Regions from separate parts of the Sus scrofa genome. Here region 1 is linked to region 2. The links are chromatin contacts, called in public HiChIP or PLAC-seq maps. All regions are on one chromosome and are shown on one strand. The core of a region is the stretch at or near the end of the contact, and the rest is flanking DNA. Distances in the headings are between cores, read along the strand shown. Region 1 holds the start of SCARB1 (scavenger receptor class B member 1). Region 2 holds the start of UBC (polyubiquitin-C).

Region 1 (3,117 bases), core at 183-2,682, 48 kb before region 2:
GGTGACTCAAACAACTGCTTACCCAGAGACCTTGGGAAAAACCTAAAGTGGCTCCACCTTTAAAGGTCAAAAAATGGCTGCCTTCATTCATTCACTCATTCATTCATCTCCCAAGCATTCCAGGCTGGGCTTGGGGGACAGACATGAAATGTGGCCAGGTCCCCATTCTCAAGAAACTTGCCTAAAGAAGTAAGCTAAGGGAAAAGCCATTGCTGATACCCACATCTTTAGCCCAGCTCTGCCTCTGGCTGGATCTTGGGCTAAAGTAAGCCTGGGTTTTCTCTCCCAGCCCTTGCAGGGGTTGGCCTTGGCTTTAAAACTCTGAATGCTTTAAGCTCAAGTGTGATGCTCTACATCTTCCTGTCCCTCAGCAACTCCAGGCTCATTCAAACAACCCACCAAGAGACCCAGGGCAGAGTCGGGGGTCTGAAGGCCGGCTGACCGCCTCAATGTGTCTCCTGGTTAAAAGGGCAGGGGTGATAGAAGGTTAGGATCGGAGGAAAGCTCTCAGGCTGTGGGCTCCCCCAAAGACCCTGCTCATGCAGCCTCGGGCTTATGCCTGCCTCTGTGTGAATCTGGGGAGAAAAGCGGCTTATCATTTCCAATCTGCATCAGGAAGGCAGTGGGGGAGGGGGAGGATAGAGCAGCCCACTCGGCCTCTGAGAATGGGTTTGTAAGGGGAGATTCTGGAAAGCCAAGAGCACAAGGCTGAGCGCCCACCATGTGCAGCTCTAGTTTTACCAGACTCTGTCACAGACTACTGTAAAAGAGGCAGGAGACATTCAGGCAGGCTCCTGGGCTCCTCCCGACAGCACCGAAAGGCGACCACACTCCAGGCCGCCCTAGGCCGGAGACCCTTAAGGTGAGGTCAGGTCCCAAGCCATTCCAGGCTTCCCCAACCCTGGCCCATGCCTCCAGCCAAGGCCTTGCGTGACCTCCTTGGGCCCCAAACTCAGCCTGCGTCCTGGGTCGGGTGGTCCCTAGGAAGGTGGCCAGCTGCCCTTCCTCGTGCCCACTGGTCCCCCTTCCCCCGTGCTCAGGGGCGGGGGCCCCAGGTAAGGATCCCGGCTTCGGATTGACAGCCGGCCGGCTGCGCGCCCGACCCTCCTCGGTGCCCAGCGCCCTCCAGCCCGGACCGGACCCGGCACAGACCCCTAGTCAGGCCCCTCACCCACCTTGAGGACCTGCTGCTTGATGATCGAGGGCACCATCACGATCATAACAGCGCCCAGTGCAGCTAAGAGCAGCCCAACGAAGCCCAGCGCCGCGGCCACCTGGCGCGCTCTGGAGCGGCTGCCCATGTCTGCGCGCCCTGGCGCCCGCGCGGAGGTCGCTGGGCTCCGCGCCTGTGGAGGGAACGAGACGGGGGCGGAGGCGACAGTGACTGTGACTCCGGGGACGGGGACGGCAGCGGCACGGCGGGTTCCGGACGGCAGAGCACGGAGGAGCGACCCGGCAGGTGGCCAGCGGTTTTATGCGCCATCAAAGCGGACCGCCCCCGGGACGCCCTGGGCACCGGGATTCGGGCGGGCGCCGGCGGGTGGGGGCGGCGGGGCGGGGCCTAAGTTCCAGGGGGCGTGTCTGAGGCGGGGCGCGGATCAGAAGGTCTGTGGGGCGGGGCCACAGCCGCGGGCCCGGCGCCCTAGCTTCCGTTTCCAGCGGGGGGAGCTGTGGAGGTCTCACGGCCACGTGCAACGTTGAACCTGGCTTCCCTCCACCTCGTAACTTTTTTCCCCTTCCTCACTCCCTCTTTCTCCCCGTCCATCCATTTCCCTGATTCTTCCTCCTCCCCACCTTCTCCCCTCTCCTCAGCTGTCTCCCCTCCTCACCTGCTTTCTACACACTCCTCCGCCCCCCTTCTTTGCTCCTTCTCCCCTCCCACTTGCTCTGTCAGGACCATCATCATTGTTCATATTTAATAGGAATTTCCCAACTCTGGCAGGAACTCCAGAGCCCCTGCCCCCTCATCTCCCCTCATTCCCTTCCCCCACCCGTCTGCCAAGACACACACACACACCCCTCTGCCTCTAAGACACACACACACACACACACACACACAAGCATGCACGCACGCGCCCTATGTATGTATACATCTAGAAGGCTCCTGCCTCAAGACTTGGTACACCCACGACTTGGAATTCTGTCTTCCCCAGATATCTGCCCTGCTCCTTCCTTCACGACTGCTCGGCCATCTTATCAGAAAGGCCTGCCCCGCCACCCTGTGTAAAATAAAATAGCGCCAGCTCTTCGGGCTCACCCCTCACCCTTATCACCGGGCACCACCTGGCGTGTTCCACTTTATTCTTGCATTCTGACCATGGCCTGGGACTAGATTGCTACAGCAGAAGCTTTGTCTCTCTGGCCCTCTGCCCCGTCCCCAAAAGTAGTTTGACAGCGGCCTGGCTGGGAATGCTGGCTCACAAGGAACATGTTAGAGTGAACCACAAGGAGCCTTCTAGGAACTTGGCCCTGTGCTGAGTGCCTTGCCCATGATGGCTCCATTTTACAGATAAGGAAACAGGCACAGAGGGTTAGGTTAACATATCTAAGCTGCTTTCCAGTGAACAAGAAGACAGGTGATGGGCAAGTGAGCAAATAAATGATGGGTGATTTCAGAGAAAAGTGCCAAGAAAATAGAACAGGTGGGCACGTGCTCCCCTGCAATACCCTCCACAGTCCCCATGTAGCCTGCTCCTAAAGCCTGCAGCAAACTCCTCCACTGAATTCTAGACTCTGTATGTAGGCCAATCCCCCTTCATCTTTTTTTTTTTTTTTTTTTTTCTTTTTGGCAGCGCCAGCAGCATGCAGAAATTCCTGGGCCAGGGAGAGAACCCTTGCCACAACAGGGACCCAACCACTGCAGTGACAATGCCGGATTCTTAGCCCACTGAGCCACCCCTCATTCTCTAGATGGGGTCACTCAGGGATGGGAGAGCAGTGTCCCCAACACCTGGGTGAGGCAGACCAGTTCCTGAGGGGCTCAGAATGAGAACTTCTGAAACTCTTATTCAACCCTGGGAGTAAGAGCCTTCTCCCAGGTCCATCCTTAAGCAGCATTGCCAGGACTGAGGGTTTTTTGTGTGTGTGTGTTTGTTTTGTCTTTTTAGGGCCACACCC
Region 2 (3,252 bases), core at 130-2,629:
ACAGACTTTAACTCCTATCGTTTTAAACATTTTCAAAGAGAATGAATTCATTACCAAGAAATGTAAATGAATAATAAAAATAAAATGTCATTTTTCAGTTTAGCAGGAGACCTCAGTGACTTCCAGTAGAGATTTCTGTGAGGGATATTTCTAAATTTCTGAAAAGAGGGTTTAAAGGAACAGAACATCAAAGCTCTGTATAAGGTTTCCTTCTTGAATTCCAGAAAGAAGTTTTCAGAGGAACAAAAAGCTGAGGTTCTTTCTCAGGTGACTAGGCCTGGCTTCAAACCACACCCTGTTTTCTTTTGGCTGTTCTTTCACTGCAGGTCTTATGATTCATGTTGTTTAAAGGCTGAGTCACGAGCTTTGTGACATAGCTTTTTTTTCAAGAGTCCAAAAACTACAGAGAAAAACAGACCTGATTTCAGAGGCAAGGGAAGGTGAAAAGGAGAAAGAGGGGGAGAGGGGGAAGAAGAAAGGCTCCAAGGGTGAGGACTGGGTCCCAGGGCTATCTCCAAAGAGAAAACAATATTCTTAGGCGCTAACAACACTGATGTTGTCTCTAGCAGGAAAATTCTCTACTAGAGAATTTTGGTCTCTAAGTCCAACAGTGGGTTTTGTTGAAGCAAATAGAAATAAACATTTGTCCAAGGGCACTGAAGTGAAAGGGAGGAGGGGGAAGTAAACTCTCAGGGAGGTAGATGCTGTTTCTCTAGAGCAGTGGTTCTCAACCAGGAGCGACTTGGTCCCTTGGTGGACACTTGGCAGTATCTGGAGACATTTTTGCTTGTCACAGCTGTGGTGTTGGGGTTGAGGTGTGCCGCTAAAATCTAGTGGTAGAGGCCAGGGATGTTACTAAACATCCTGCAGTGGCCAGTCCCCCACAAAAACAGAATTACCCAGCCCCCAAAGTCAGCAATGCAATGGGTTGACAAATTCTGCTCTACGGAGGATTTTTGTTGTTTTTGTTAGAGCTGCTTTTCTGTTTGCTGAGAAGGGCTCCCAAAGTCTAAATGTCCCACTTGGATTCGGGGATCGTGTACCAAGTCACGTTCCTACAACCTAAAATCCCTTGACCTAGAATGCAATGTGCTAGAATATGCCAGAAGCAGGATGAGTCATTGGATCCATTTTCAGTTCCTTCCACCCACTGATCCATCCTTTGCAGGTGCCCCAGAAGGGATGGCTTCAGAGCTGGCACCAATGGAAGAGTGACAGAGGCCCAGCAACACGGCAGGATTGGCGGGCAGGCAAGAGCACGTGATGGGCTGAGCTCACAAAGGGCCTGGGTGTTGGGCTGTTGGGGATTGGACTGGAGCCTACCTGTCTGCCTTTCCTCCTTTCCCCAAAGGATTCAGCTCTCCTGAAGGTCACCACCTTGTATGGGACTTAACTCAGCGTCATGAGAGTGTCTACGTAGTGACCAGCAAACATTTTCTTTCCAAGAGAAAGGGTGAAATCTGAGAGCTGGACGGGAAAGGTTTGACTTGCGTCATCATCAGTTATATAACCATAAAAGGGAATCTGCAGCTTAGGAGAGAAAAAATAAAAAGAAGCCCTAGGGACTCTACTCTGTCCGTTTTCCTGCTTACATTTATGTATTTGCATTCTGTGGCAGAACACAAACTGCTCCAGCTTAAAAATAACCCATCTTATCCCCCCGCCAGTCAGGAAGTCAGATTCAGTTCCAGTACCCAAATTTGCCTAACTTAGAAACACTAAGAAATTTTTTAACTCACTGGGGTTTTGTTTTGTTTTTTAATTTGCTGTTTTTAAATTGTGGCAAAATACACATAAAAATGTATCATCTTAACTATTTTTAAGTGTACAGCTCAGTGGCATTAATTATATTGTAGGGGAGGAAAAATAATTTTCCTTTTGGGAATCCTTCTTTTAGCTGAGACCCCTGTAATGAAAGACAGATTAGCAAGAGAAACAAAACAAAAGAAAACAAAAACAATAGTTTAGTAATATGCACACCTTGTGTATATATGGGAGCTACCCTCTGGGGGAAAATGTGTCACTTAAAAAAAAGGCTTTAGAATTTAGGCTTAAATACCATCTTAATAGGAAATTCTCTTAAAGGGAGAGTAAATAATTTTTACTGAGAAAATAGAAGAATAGATGGAGACAAGATAGTTGATGACAAAGTTTGGTGTCAAAGTTTGTCTCTCCTGTTTTAAGAGCCAATCTTCCCTGGTTGGTGAAAACTCCCTTGAGTTTCTTTTGCAAAATCTGTCTGGGCAGATTAGGGGAGTTGAGTGAAAGCCTCACTCTGCATTTGCTGCTTTTCAAGTGACTACACCTCAAAACAATATCAAATTGGGGTATTTGGGTGTCCATCACTGCCATCTGTGTCCACTCTTCGGCTTGCTAGACTGAAATTTTGTACGCATTAAACACTAACTACCCCCACCCCCAGCCCTGGGCAACCACCATTCTATTTTCTGTCTCTATGAATTTGACAAGTTTTTGGTACCTCATATAATGAGTTTTGTTAGTTTGTTTTTTAACTATGAAATAAAATCTAATTATTGAAAACATGTTTTCCAAAGATTCATGACATCTTTTCTAGAAAGTTCTGTCTCCCAGGACAAGCCTTGTTATTTGTTCTGTATGGTATTTTTTTTTTTTTTTTGTCATTGTGCTATCAGAAATACTGAATTATAAGACACAAAGTAAAACAGAAGCACATGATTCATGTTAGGCCTGGTAACTTTAGAATATTTTGTTCTTTTAACACCTTGTTGACATTTAGGGAGAAATAACCTTTACAGAAGTTCCTTACAAAAAAGGAGCTGTCACCAGTGCTCTAGTACCCACTGGTGAATCGTTTCATGAATTTCAGTCCCCCCCCCAAAAAAAAAAGCTGTGTAGAGTCAGATCCCTCTGGCTCTAAGCTGAGATGGTCTTTTTTTTCTTGGCAGTGGTGTATGGAAGTTTAAAAGTACCTGCACCACACAGGATCCTTTACCTACTGGGCCACCAGGGAACTCCTAAAGAGCTTTTTATTTTTATTTATTTATTTGCTTTTTAGGGCTACACCTTCAGCATATGGAAGTTCCCAGGCTGGGGGTCCTATCTGAGCTACAACAGCAGGCCTACACCACAGCCATAGCCACACAGGACCCAAGCCATATCTGTGACCTACACCACAGCTCACAGCAACACTGGATCCCCCACCCACTAAGTGAGGCCAGGGGTGAAACCCGCCTCCTCATCTAGCCAGATTCATTTCCACTGGGCCTTCCC

The links. HiChIP or PLAC-seq counts read pairs in DNA pulled down with a chosen protein or histone mark.
Region 1: an H3K27ac HiChIP or PLAC-seq map of skeletal muscle shows a contact between it and region 2. The contact joins the promoter of SCARB1 here to the promoter of UBC in region 2. A contact is called at or near these places in 2 of 5 promoter capture datasets (fetal liver and liver), 6 of 47 Hi-C or Micro-C datasets (heart right ventricle, liver, mesenteric adipose tissue and 1 more) and 2 of 2 datasets of contacts at active chromatin or transcription factors (alveolar macrophages and skeletal muscle).

The regions. Positions count from the first base shown.
Region 1 is chr14:28,299,736-28,302,852 of Sscrofa11.1, reverse strand. SCARB1 (scavenger receptor class B member 1) reads right to left here and starts at 1,432. Exons shown (of 13, transcript NM_213967.1): 1 at 1,176-1,432. The coding sequence starts at 1,301.
Region 2 is chr14:28,251,984-28,255,235 of Sscrofa11.1, reverse strand. It overlaps UBC (polyubiquitin-C), which reads right to left and starts at 1,379. Exons shown (of 3, transcript XM_021074017.1): 1 at 1,324-1,379.